Linked DNA regions of Mus musculus: region 2 is linked to region 1. Evidence: chromatin contacts called from public promoter capture Hi-C data. All regions are on one chromosome and are shown on one strand. Each heading gives the region's core, a stretch centred on a gene start, on an enhancer-like site or on the middle of the called end of the contact. The rest is flanking DNA. Distances are from core to core; before and after follow the strand shown.

What was found. Capture Hi-C pulls out chosen DNA fragments and counts their contacts.
Region 2: a contact with region 1 is called in a promoter capture Hi-C map of pancreatic islet. The contact joins the promoter of Slc6a2 here to the promoter of Irx6 in region 1. A contact is called at or near these places in 5 of 39 promoter capture datasets (embryonic stem cells, hippocampal neurons, liver and 2 more), 4 of 484 Hi-C or Micro-C datasets (all in embryonic stem cells), 3 of 115 datasets of contacts at active chromatin or transcription factors (all in embryonic stem cells) and 2 of 9 other capture datasets (adipose tissue and pancreatic islet).

Annotation. Positions count from the first base shown.
Region 1 is chr8:92,668,712-92,675,577 of GRCm38.p6, forward strand. Irx6 (Iroquois homeobox 6) reads left to right here and starts at 5,578. Exons shown (of 6, transcript NM_022428.3): 1 at 5,578-6,368. The coding sequence starts at 6,324.
Region 2 is chr8:92,958,177-92,964,350 of GRCm38.p6, forward strand. It overlaps Slc6a2 (solute carrier family 6 (neurotransmitter transporter, noradrenalin), member 2), which reads left to right and starts at 2,871. Exons shown (of 14, transcript NM_009209.3): 1 at 2,871-3,345. The coding sequence starts at 3,072.

The DNA.
Region 1 (6,866 bases), core at 4,328-6,827:
GGCCCAACGGCCCTGCTTTTATGAATAGACTCTCACACCAGCCTGCTCGTTTTTTAAGGTCCTCATGAGATCTTTTTTTACAGCAGGTTATGAATCATCTTCACGATATCTTTAAATGGATGATCAATACTATATTTTCCCATAAAATGTTTGGTTTGAAATCCGATTTTAAGTGCATTAGAGTTTTTGTGTGCAGAATGGGTGAATGCCATAATAAATTGTCATCAAATATGAAAGAAATATAGCATAGATTAATTGCCGTATTTATTTATGAGTCTATAAAATACCTTGTGAATGTCCTGGCACATTTTTGGGATACCAATTTGAACCTTCAGGAAAGTTAAAAGCATTAAAAGAGACTGCAAGAAGATTTATTGTCAGGCTGTTTTTAATTGTAGACCCAAGCAGCCGCACAGGTATTAGAACGGCCATGCCTTAATGGGCATGTCTCATGTGTTTCTCTCTCTCTCTCTCTCTCTCTCTCTCTCTCTCTCTCTCTCTCTCTCTCTCTCTCTCTCTGTAAAAATAATACTTCCCATAGTTTTATTGATTTGTGAACATTTGTCATAAATTACCTTGTCCAGAACGTGGCTTCACAAAAGCTCCCTTTTCCTTAAAGTAGCAAAACCTCAGGCCACACCAGAGAAGAGGCTTCAGGCCAGCTCTAAAACATTTGAGACCTTTTGCTTATTTGTTTATTTTTGTATTTTGAGTTTCCTTGAAACAGTCTTAGCATGCACCCCTAGAACTAGCAATCTTCCTGCCTCGACCCCGCAAGTACTGAGGTTCCGGGCATATGCCACCATGCCCCGTTTAATGCCCAGCTTCCAGCCTGGAAACGTAAGGAAAGATCACTCAGAACAAGTAAGACAGCAGGCAACTCCAACCTGCTCTCAGCTTTAACGGTAATCTTATGTTCTATGGTGGTGAGTCCTTTAGGGCCAAGAACGAAATACTGTCCTTATAAATGTTACCTTCACCAGCCTTCTGCTAAAACTTAGCATCATACTTCCTCTGGAGTTGAAGCCTAAAATACTATACTTCCCTTTCTCATTTGTCCTGACCACTATGCTGCCTTGCCATATACTCACGGACCATCCCCAGACATACCTCTTCACAAAGGGAGGAATCTTATCTTTGAGCCCCTACAGGTTGTTTTTTTAATATCTCCATTGCTTTCTTGTGTGTCTTTGCCAAACACGCTAGCTTCAAAATCCGTTCTCCGGTTTTCAAATCCATACATCTGCTATTTACTTTAAAGCTTAATTCCTTGAAACCGTAGCAGATGCCTGATCCTATCACTAGAAAGATGTCAACATGCACAGGACAAAAATAATCAAGAATTGCTCTGTTCAGAGACTGTGCAGAAAGTGCCACGTTAATACAGCAAGCCCCGCTCAGTGATGCACAAATTAGAGAAAAAAAAATGCCCTCTTGGTGAAGAGAGTCGGTTACTAAACTCTATTACTGTTTTAAAATCAGTACAGTCATGCAGATGCCATCTTCACTGTATTGCTTAAAGAGGGCCGTTTTCCCTCTTCCTCCTCTCATCTCGTTTTTATATGCTCATCAGTTACAGCTGGCTCTTGACTGCCACTCCATATCTTAATGAATGAACCACATCAAATGTTTAGAACTCCCGAATTGCTTTGTCCGTAAGCCCTTTCATAAAACAGACCAACACTAAACACGCAGAATCCTCCCGGAACTTGTTGGTTCGCAGCGGCATCTTTTCAGATTTTTCTGTACTAAATTACGCTGTCACCATGAGGCATTGACTGCGAATTCACACAGTTCAGCCGGAGTCAGCAACCTCTTGTGACTGTATCTGACTTTATGCATGTAAAATAACACTTTTACAGAAAGCCCCCAGATCCAGAGGTCAGGATTCTGGCCTCTTCTCTGTCATCTGCTTGGCTATGTGGCACCTTGGACTTTTGTCTCGTCTCTCGCTGTTCTCCTCGGGAGCCTCTAATAAGAAAAGGCAGAGGTGCTTAGGAATGCTGCCGAGCTCACAGAATACAAAAGAATTAGGCTATTATCAAGCTATCCATTTTAGCACTAAGCTAGATACAATGCTGGCAAACGACGCTCTCTGAATCCAGGCGCATTTCATACTCTATCTCTAAGAAGTTAATCCTTTCTCTTTGCCCCTTCCAGAGGAGCTGCACCGCACCCTCGCCTGGGAATTGCTGCCTTTTTCTCTTCCCCTTCTGATGCCAGCCTTTCTGTTCACAATATGTATTCAGGCAAGGCAGGGACTCACTGTGTTTCTCTATCAGATGCTGTGTACACTACTTCCGTCAAAACAATTAGTGTTCATTTCGGCTTTACTCGGGGAGACCTGCGGTGACTGATCAGTATAAATTATGGATGCATCTGTCCAGATGCAGCATCTATCCAGATACACTTGTTCATTCATGCATAGGGTGGAGGAAATTTCATTCTTCTCAGTTCAAAAACAGTCACTAAAAATACACCATCCTTTTTTTTTTTTAATGTATTTTAGCATGGTTTCTACTCTACCCTTATGTGCCTGAACTCACTCACTGTATCTGCAATTTGAAGTTATTCTTTGCCTCCCCATAAGCTCTGGTGATCTGTATAAATAGCTGGGAAATCAAGGGCAGTTTTAAATCTCAAACACTACAGGATGGTTCGGCTTTCCTCGGTTTGGTTGGTCCCCCCATCCCCATTCAAGGTGGTGTTCCTCAAGCTATTTTTCAAAGACACAGCTTTTACTCCACTTGTTCAAGATCATCAGTGCGCTTGACAAGGAGCAATATAAACTTCAAATGAACACTGAGGATTAGCGTTCTCTGTGGTCCAAACGGGCCTCTGTGCAGTTTTGCTTCCTATTAGTTTTAATGAGCAGCTAGAAAAATCAGCAGACACATTGTACAAGACCACAAAAGAACCAATATCGTTGTTTTTCAAAAGACATTGAGTAGTTTTGTTGACTCCCTCCAATATAACAGGGTGTGGGGGGGGGCATCTCTATTTGACGGTTTTATTTACTGGCTTCAATAAGAGTCTATGAGCACCCGTATACAATTGGGGATTTTTCCCCCAAAAAATAAATTAATCATCATTGAGCAAAGCAATGAAAAGCTAACATGATAGAGGAGCCCAGAGCACCAGGCTATAGGTGTGAAAATCCGGAAAGAGAGAGGAAGCCGAAAGCAAACTCTATAGAATTCCTGAATCAGACATTCCAAGAGACTTCCCTGCCCCAGAGGGCTCTGCCAGAGGCAGATAGATTGGCTTAAATTGATGCTTTTGTTTTCTCATGAGGCACATAATAATCATTGTCAGGGAATCCCACAAAATACTTCAAGATGGATTCTAACAACCAAGCGCCGGGGCTGGGGTGGGTTGCTGGGCTTACATCCTGCCCCTGGGAAGGATACATTCAGCCAGGGTCTCTCACAGTTGTGAATACAAAAGGGACAGAGCTAATCTTTCCCCCCAGGATTCATCCAGCTAAAAGCCACCACACCACGCTGTAGGGCAACTCTGAAGACAACAGAGCCTCAACAGAAAGCATGCTCCGCATGTGTGTTGCCAACTTGTACAGGAGAAGGAAAATGATGTGATGGGCTCAGCTCTTCTTCCCGATTTGTTTTCCCACTAATTTTTGAGTTTCCTTTTCCAAATTCTGTTGGCTCTCTCACATCATAGAGCAAAGACAAGAGGTAGGCCCAGAGCCCCTGCACATAGCATTGACACCCCGGAGGTCTTATAAATCACTGGGAAAATCAATAAATCCTATAAGGTAGTTTCTACTTTGCAATATCACCAAGGGACAGGGCTAATGCTTTTTTTTTTTTTTACACCACCATCCCCATTTGTCTGTCAAAAAAATTTTCCTCTGCTTAGGGAGGAATAAGCAATCAAATTTGCTGAGTAAGTATTTCAACTATCTAATTTTATTACTTTACAATTGACATACCTTCCCTCTGGAAATGTTTGCAATTAATTAATTAGTAGTAATCTTTCCCAAGGGACTAACTTAATGAATCCTTTCCAATTCCCACTTTAAAAAAGAGGGAGAGAGCTTAGCAACATCCAAGCTATAAGGGGGTGATTGCTCCAAAGTGGGTTTTGAGAAATCAAGGGATCTATTTATTACCGTGACTTTTTACCACTACGTCAATCTGGCAACGACTATAATTCTTTTTCTTACAAGGACGCTCCCAGTTTAAAAGCAAGGTTTCACCAAGGTAACCATGGCCTGTGGCAGCAGCTGGATTTGTAGACTCATCTGTGGTTTGTGCCCTCTTTAAGCTCCTTGTCTATTAAACATAAACTGTGAGAGGTGAGCAGATGCTGAGCCTAGAGTGCCATTCTAAAGAGGTCACTGGGTGTGGCTTGCCAAGTCAGAGGCCAGAGGCAAACTTGTGGAGGGACTTCCTGCCTGGGCCCCCAACCTTGCCTCTTTCTCCTGGCAAGAACTGAGAGCTCTCAGTATCCCCTGGATCACACCGTCTCGAGTTTCAATAGAAAAATAAAACATTGTCCCTGAACAAACTCCGGAACCCCTAGAGGAGGTATAGTAAAGATCTAGGACCGTCCAAGACCTGTCAAGTGCACTAGCGCTGTGACAGGGCGACTGAAAGGTAAGGCTTTCTGAATTGCAAACCCCACCTGGTGCCGCAGCAGCGCCACCTAAGACCTTTCATCGCCAGTCTGCAAGCCCCTCCTGATCCTTAGACATGTCTTCGGAATGGTGTCAGCCTGTAAGTGTGCAAAATCTATAGCACTTGCTAACTGGCCACCCCTGTCCGGAAGTCTTGCAAGCAACCCCCTGTTTCCAGAGGCATCGGTGCTTTTTTTTGAAAAGCCAGCGAAGGAGTTTATTACACCATTGGGCCCAGCTGAGTGTCCCTGGCGCTACTCCCTCCGGAGCTCTCCTCTACGGCTCGCCAGCGCCACCCCAAGAGGAGTGCAGAGGTAGCCCTGGGGCCGTGAAGCCTTCGCCCCGCTTTCGGGCTTGGGGCGGACACCGCTGGCGGCACTCGGGAAGGAGCCAAGCCTGGCCTCTGGCGGAGATGGCCCAGACTCTTGGCTGGCAGCCTACAGATGCAAGGGATCAGACTTGGTGCGTGTATGGGAGCTCTCTTACAGAGGCTGCACCTCGATCTGGAGGGGGCGCTCGTCGGTCTAGCCCAGGGCCAGACCTCTGCAGAGACGCCCAAGAGGTCAAGGACCTGGCCAGGGCTGGGATTAGCCAACGATTTGGGGAAACTGAGACCCAAGCCACATCCCCAAGGACACAGATGGGCTGCCCGGGGGGCTTGATCAAAGCTGCTGGAGCTGGTCCAACCCTAAGAGCTCCCGGGACGGAGGGGCCAACAAACTTTGATGCAGAGGAGAGGCGGAGATGGGTTGTAGTTGGAGGCTGGTCCTGCGAGCCCCTGCTCTCCTCCACCTGCTCCGGCTCTGCCTCCTCCCAGCCCTCGCCCACCCCACTCCCCCCACCCCCCACCCCCGCCATCAGACTCCTCAGCTCTCCTCTCCCTCCTTTTTCTCCCCCCTTGCCTGCCTCCCCCAGTTTCCTCTGGGCTCTTCTTTTGTATTCTCTCCTCCCTCGCCGCCCCGCTTGCCTCTTGCCTCCTCGGGGGCCGCAGGGGAGGAGGCGAGCACGCTGCACCCTGGGCCCGCACGGCTCGCCGGGAGGCGTATTTCCCACTTCTCCCGGGGAATTTGGAGAGGGTCTGTGTGCGCGCGCGCGCGTGAGCTGCAGGCGAAAGAGGGTAGGATCTAGCGGCGAGTCGAGGGTCAGGGTCTTTGACGTTTCTCGCCCGTTGCACAAACCTCGCAGAGCAAGAACGAGTGTATCCGAGAGTGCGTGCATGTACACGGGCTGGCTGCCCTTGGCACACTCGGTGGCCCGGGGCCCCGGGGCCCGCGGTCCCCTCTGGCGGCCGGGGATTACCGTGACGTCACGTTGAGCCTCTGGCCACCTTGGACTGGGACACCTCGGGAACCTCACAGCCCGACGCTGCGCTGTACCTCACCTTGCCCCTGCGCGCCTTTGGCACCCTACTCCTTCTTCCTAATTCTGCCGCCGATCCATGGGCCCCTCTGCCTTCTGGAACCCACAGGCCGTAGGGGTGCCTTACCAATCGCAGAACTCGGCAGCCCCTCTGCCTTTGATTCTGCCTCCCGTCTCTCCCCTCCTGCCAACGAACTGGCGGCCAGCTCCTGCAGCCCTGTAAGAAAACCAGACGCTGCGCTGCGCTGCTGGGGTCATCGAATCACAGAGCTGAGCAAGGGACTCGAAAGGAAAGAGGGACTCAAGTCCCTGAAGACGCCCTGCTATGGCCTTTTCACCTTTTGGACACCCGTATGGCAGCACATCCCAGGTGAGTAGAGTTAGGGGGTGGGGGTGGCAGAGGCAGGCTAGAGGGATGCCCAGTAATCCCCGAGCTTCCTCTTCTCCTTGACCCAAGGGAAGTCAGAAAGAGCACGGACCGGGAAATGTGCCACAGCACCCGCTGACATCCTGATGCCAGTCTGAGAGCTTTCACTCTTTGAGTGCCACCTGAAACGCACTCTGTGTGCGAGGTGGGTGGGATCTGAGGGAACTTGTAGTCAGGGTTACCCTTGGACAGATTCGGTGGCCAGGGTACTCTCAGGAGAAAACAAAAGGACTTCAGCGCATTGGCACTGCACTGCTCATTTGTTGACCTCTGCTCCGATCCCAAATCCCACTCTTTTCTAAGCTCTCTACTTCAGCTTCCCTCCAGTTTCCAAACCAGGGCGTTGTGCAGTGGTGAGGCTTTCCTTGGAGAAGTCTGAGAATGCCCATCACTGTTCTCCATTATCTCCAAAATAGTCACACACACACACACACACACACA
Region 2 (6,174 bases), core at 1,621-4,120, 290 kb after region 1:
GAAATGGTAGTTACAGACAGATGTGAGGTGCCATGTGGGTGCTGGGAACCAAATCTGAGTCTCCTCCTCCAAGAGCGGCAAGTACTTATAAGCACTGAGCAATCTTGAAGGAGGAGAAAAGACTTGGGGAAAGCAAGGAGAAAATTAATGGTGATAAAATTAATAGTAATCAAATTAATGGCAATCAATGGACAAACAAAATTTTGTCTGCACTGCTGACCCTGTGTGTGTATTGTCTTGGAGAGTCAGGGGCATCATTTGAAACTGGGAGTTATCTTTTTCCGACAGCCCAAGTATCAAATGCTCATGGTAGAAAAGTGACAGATAAACACCAAGCGTCCTAAAGGAGAAAAGGAGACTATTCTGCATCTATGGTTCATTTAGCCATGCTGTAACATCTGTGGGATTTCAGGTAATGATCTTGGGCTTGAGTTTCAAGAATTTCTTTGGCAACTGGGGATGATTGTGTGGCTGGAAAGATCGGGGAAATGAGGTGAGCAGGAAGGGTAATTGGAGGTCCTCTGGGGTTGCAGAGGGATTGGGGGGCTTTGTAGGCATTTAGGAATAAGATTCCCAGAGATCAAATACCAGCTGAACAGGCATGAAACAGAGCAGGGCACAACAGGTTAGCCAGAGGGATTCTGGTGTCTTTATCCATAATAGGTGGAGGGACCAGAAACTGGGGAACCAGGAGAACTCAGCATCCCTTTCAGCTCTGCTCTGACACCTCCCACATATCAGGCCACTTGAACCTCACAGAGGTCCTGAGATGACCACTCTTGATGAGCGGGAACCTATGGTCTTCAGTTCTCATCCTGAATCTTCAGGTCCACCCTTGGCCTAATCTCCTGTTTCCTGTCATCAGTCCCTAAGAGGTCAGGGTGAACCTCCCATCCTCTCTGTCCCCTCCTCTCCTCTCTGTATCTTCTCCATGGGATACCTGTGTTGCTGGCCCTGTCTGTGAAAATTCTTTAAATACCACCCTGTATCATCTATACATTTAGTCACATGTTCATTTTATATAGTGTTTAGTGAGTTCTACTGCCAGAGACACACAGCTAGAAAAGATAGGCAATGCTTTTGTTCTTCTGGGGTTCAACTGCCATTAAAGGGGAGATGGGGGTTAATTAATAATTAAGTAATAATTAATTGATGAGTTAATTAAGTCAGTGATCTGATAGAGAATGGGGGTGAACTTTAAATGCATGAGTCTGAGAAGGAATATCTTCACTAAGACCTGAGCAACTTTAGACAGAAGCAAGAGCTAATAAGTGCCCCGGGGGGGGGGTAGCTTTGAGCTTGGAATGTTGCAAGTGTGGAGTGACACTGTGGCTAGGCTTTACCTGTCTTCCCATACTGCTTTTGTGTCTTCCCTACATTCCTGCCTGCTGACCTTACTGATTTGGCTTCCCCCAATTTCCTCTTCTGAGGTCACTAAGCTCTCTGCACATGGGAATGAGAACACCTGGGAACTGTCTCCATGGCTCTCCTTGCGGGGTGGATTCAGACACAAGAAGAACTCTCAAGTCCACGCTTAAACACTATAGAACGTACTGTTAAAAATCTGCAGCCCTGCTTTTCCCATCCATTTCCTTACTTTGCTTTACCTGCCTTCGGCCCATACCGCACCAATCTTCTCGCCCAGAATAAGTATTTATTTATGTGTTTCCTGTCTTGCTCCTGTTTCCGGAACCAAACAACGGGCTCTTTGAAGATGTTGTCCACTTGTGGGAAGCTGTAAAGGCGTGATTTGGCGTTAGGGAGGTATTTTTGAGAATGATTATTTATCAGTTCTCAGCCTTATAGATCAGGGTCACAGACTCCAAGAACAGGGTCACAGTCTGGCCGCAAATAGAGCCAGGAATAAAATCTCGGGCTATGACCTTTCCATCAGCAGAGTCCGCCAAACAACACTGCCCCAAAGGCCCAGCCTGCAGGCCACCAGTCACAATCCTTATCTGAAGCACCAAGTTTCCCTGTTGCTGGTGGAGAAAACTCTCACCAAGTAGGTTAAGTGGTCTGGGTGTATGACAACGCTGGTGTCACTGGGGTGGTGGGTACTTCCCCTATCCTTACAACCCCCCTTTGACAGACTTAACCCGAATTCTGGGAATCTGTCCCTCTCTTCATCTGTCCAGAGGTCAGAGCCAGGTGTTTGGGGGAGCTGCCTGCGCTACTTTTGCCAAAAAAGAAAAAAAAAAAAAGTCAGAGATGGTGCTAAGCCAGGTCCCCGCGAGTCCCTGGGAGTCCGGCTCCCGCCACCCCGGAGCCCATGGGAGCTGCGCCCCCGCCTCTGCCAGTCCCGGCCACGCTGTCAGTCTGCATTAGCGCTAACAGGCTCCAGACCGAGCGGGCTGGGCGCGGGGCTAATGCAATAGGCGCGTTACCTGGGGCACAGGCTACATTACCAGGTCGGCCTCCTCCTGGCGCGGCCAGAGCCATCCAGCCCGCGTCCTGCCGGCCACCCCGTGCCCGCAGCGCTCCCAGGGCCCCGCCTGAGTGCCACGCGGCGGAGCCCAGCCGGGGCTGGAGCCCGGGATCCCCGTGCTGTCCGCCACGTGAGTGCGCTCTGCGCGCGGGACCGGTAAGTGTGCGGACCGGCTCCGAGGCACATCGTGAGTGGCTGCACCCTCTAGAGTGTCCCTGAAGGTTCCTAGTGCTGTCGGAGGGCGCCCCCCGGAGCTGGGAGGGCCCTTGAGTCAACTCTGGTCCCTCAGGGCCCGCAGGAAACTTGGCATTTAGGGGAGGGGAGAAAGTGAATGATCCAGGTAGACCTCGGTGGGCTCTTTAGCCCGACCCACAGGGCGGCCCGAGGAGGTCCCCACCTATAAATTCTGTCCCAGTCGGACGCGCGTCACAACTCAGTCTCCAAAAATTCCCAACTCAGGCGCTCCTTTTCTTGGAAGCTGGGAGTCCGCTCAGCCCTAAGATCCTGACGTCTGGGCTCCCCTGGGTGGTCTCAGTTTGTGCAAACGGGCGGCAAGCCTTGTTGACTGCTTTTTCTCCTTTCATACAAGCAGAACTTTGGTGTGTCCCCAGAACCTCCGAAGTCCCTCTCTCCAGCCGCACCCATGCTTCTGGCGCGAATGAATCCGCAGGTGCAGCCGGAGCTCGGCGGGGCGGACCCGCTGCCTGAGCAGCCCCTGAGGCCCTGCAAAACCGCCGATCTACTAGTGGTGAAGGAACGCAACGGAGTCCAGTGCCTCTTGGCGTCCCAGGACAGCGACGCTCAGCCCCGGGAGACTTGGGGCAAGAAGATTGATTTCCTGCTGTCCGTGGTGGGCTTCGCTGTGGACCTGGCCAACGTGTGGCGGTTCCCTTATCTCTGCTACAAGAATGGTGGTGGTGAGCACAGGGTTGGCTGAGGCTTTTGGACTTGGGATGCTGCCTGTTCTTGTGGCGTTGGCTGGGGAGGGAGCAGGGATGCACATGGAGGAGAAGAGGAGACGCAGGAACGAATTTAGTGTGCAGGAAAGAACTCTTAAGAGTACCTAGAAATAGGATTGGAGTGTTCTCCGTTAGGGAAATAGAGGCAGGACCTTGAACAGTAGTAGGCACAGGGGCTCAAGGACAGAATAGAGGGCATCCGGTTGGGTGAGGAATTCAGAGTCAATGCTGCGGTACAGAAAAGGGGAGTAGAGATCAGTAAGTTCTTTAAAGGGTTCCAGAAGAGTTTGGGATAGTCCGGCCGGACACAGGATGATGGTAACTCTAGCACTCAGCCTTGGAACTCAGACACTAGGCTAGATAAAACGAGAGCCCTTGGATCACCAGTGGGCTACAGGAGTAAGTGTACACAGCCTTTGCGAGATCAGGACACTAGATGTCGAGCTGAGCTGGGCCTTGAGGCAGGAGTCCTGGGAGACTGGAGTGTCCTGTTCCGCTTTGCAAGCTCTGGTCAAGTTGTGAAGCCCAGCGCATGCGAACCTAGAAAAGACACCCAGCAGACAGCTCTTTTGTCCTCTTCCTGATGAGCTGTCATTTTACCCATCTGCCCTGGAATGGGATCCCAGAGGTCACATCCAGCACAATGGAAGAAACCTCAAACTCCTTTCTGAAGGGCTTGGAGCCTAGCATGGCCAAAGCACCCCAGCCCCACCATCTTTACTCAGATACAAGTTCAAGAGTGCCCTGCACAGAGCCTAGGGGTGTAAGCTTCTAGAGGAAGGTATTGGCCTGCCCTGGGTCACCCTGCCATGTATTAATTCTGTCTCAGAATTTAAGTCAGTTGGAGGCAGGGGTCTAGGGGCGTGGGAGGCTTGTGCCCTTAGAAACCAAGATGCATGGTTCTTTATTTCTGTGTTCTGTCTGGACACTTGCTTTGGGATAAACATGACTCCGTATTTGTAAAGAGGGTGTGGTCACCCAAGAGAACAGGTGGCTCTGAGTTGTGTTGCATATAGAAGCATCAGCTCTCACCAAGGAAGAGGAGCCAGCTGATGAGAAGTCCTGTGAGCCCTTCCCGATATGAGACTGTCACCATTGGGTACTCCAGATAAGACAAAGGTCCCGAGTCTAGGGGGATGCTTCCTGTCTCTACTCTTCTGGCTCAGTGCTCTCATCTGTAGATGCTGGTGGGTGGAGAGAGAAAGCTAAGGAAAGGACACACAACCCAAAGGTGACACGTTTCCTCACTCTGTGGTTGCAGATCCTCCAGAGACTCCGGGCAGATTGGAGCATTCTAGCCCTCGGGGCCCAATAGTAACAAGAGCAAAAGGGTAGAATCTATATTTGTAGCAAGCAGGGAGATGAAGAGTAAATGACAAATTGGGAGACTTTGGGGCAAGTTGTGTGTCCTTAGTGACTGTCTGAGACTGCTTGTCCCTAGACATCAGACAGTCGTTCATTAATCAACAATGTTTCTCTGGGTTAGCTCAGTGTAGGACATAATGCTAGGCTTTGTAGGGGTCACCTGGATGTATGAGCCATCACTCTGTCTGCCTGGGACATTGGTCCCCAGAAGTCCTTGCTACCATGCCACATTAAGTCTTTTCCATTGTTATATGCCGTTGAAATGGAAGCAACACGGGTGGACAACTTGACACATGTGCTAAATAGATATTCTAGGGCTCTCATTGACACTGTCCACTTGGCCACTACTGTGTTTTGGAAAGAGCACTTGCTGTGTGCTGGATGATAAGTTGATAGCCCAGGAACAACGTGCCACAAATTTGTCACAGATGTAAAGTTTTCTTTGGAATTGACTGACATTCCCTTTCGAGAGTATATTCGTCCTAGAGTGGCCTATCCCGAGTTGTACCATAATTTGTCTTTTATGGACCTGTTTCCCAAGCAGTCTGAGAAAAGTTGAGGGCACAGACTGTTGGTGTTTAATCCCCAATAAGATTCAAGTCCTAGGAATGTGGTAGACAATTCCTACCCACTTATATTGAACAAATATATTAACAAAATAACCCAATCTCTCAGAGACTTATGGTCATTTTCACAAACCATGGTAGAAACATTATAGGAACTAGCACAGTAAGGTGCTGGAGATGATCATACATACATACATACATACATACATACATACATACATACACACGTGTGTGTGTGTGTGTGTGTGCGTGCACGCACACGCACACATGCACGTGCATGCATGCAGCCTAGGCATTAAGAATATTGGCTGTGAAGTTACAGGCTCTTTTCTCTAACATGTGTGACTTTGGACAAACTCTCTAGTCTCTTCTCATATATGTAACCATCTTGTTCAGTTACACACATGGATAAGGACTAAATCCTTCAGTGCACATGCAGAGCCTATGTGATGCATGGCTCAGAGTGGGTAGTTGCTGCTTTTTAAGCAGCATCATTAGGGTGCCATAGGAAAGAGATAGGAGAGCAACTGTTGCTATAGAGGTTTAAGGAGGGACTGTTTAGTGGTGACTCAGGGGAAGAGAGCTGTGGTTGGAACTCAGCTGCTCTGGACAGGGAGGGCTTGGATAAACAGCATTTTAGCATCCACCTGGAACAGGCTCCTCTGGAGAGGAACAAGCCAGGAGAGATAAGGGTAAGAGGCAAGTTGAGACTGGCCTGTGGAAATCTTGGCTGAGGGGGAAGAGCTGCTATCAGTGAATTTCCATTGCTGACTAGGAGGTTTGCAGTTGCTCTGGGGAAGGGTAGTATTGTCCAGTTCATCATCTGGAAGAACAGAGGGCTCCCATTTAGTGCTCT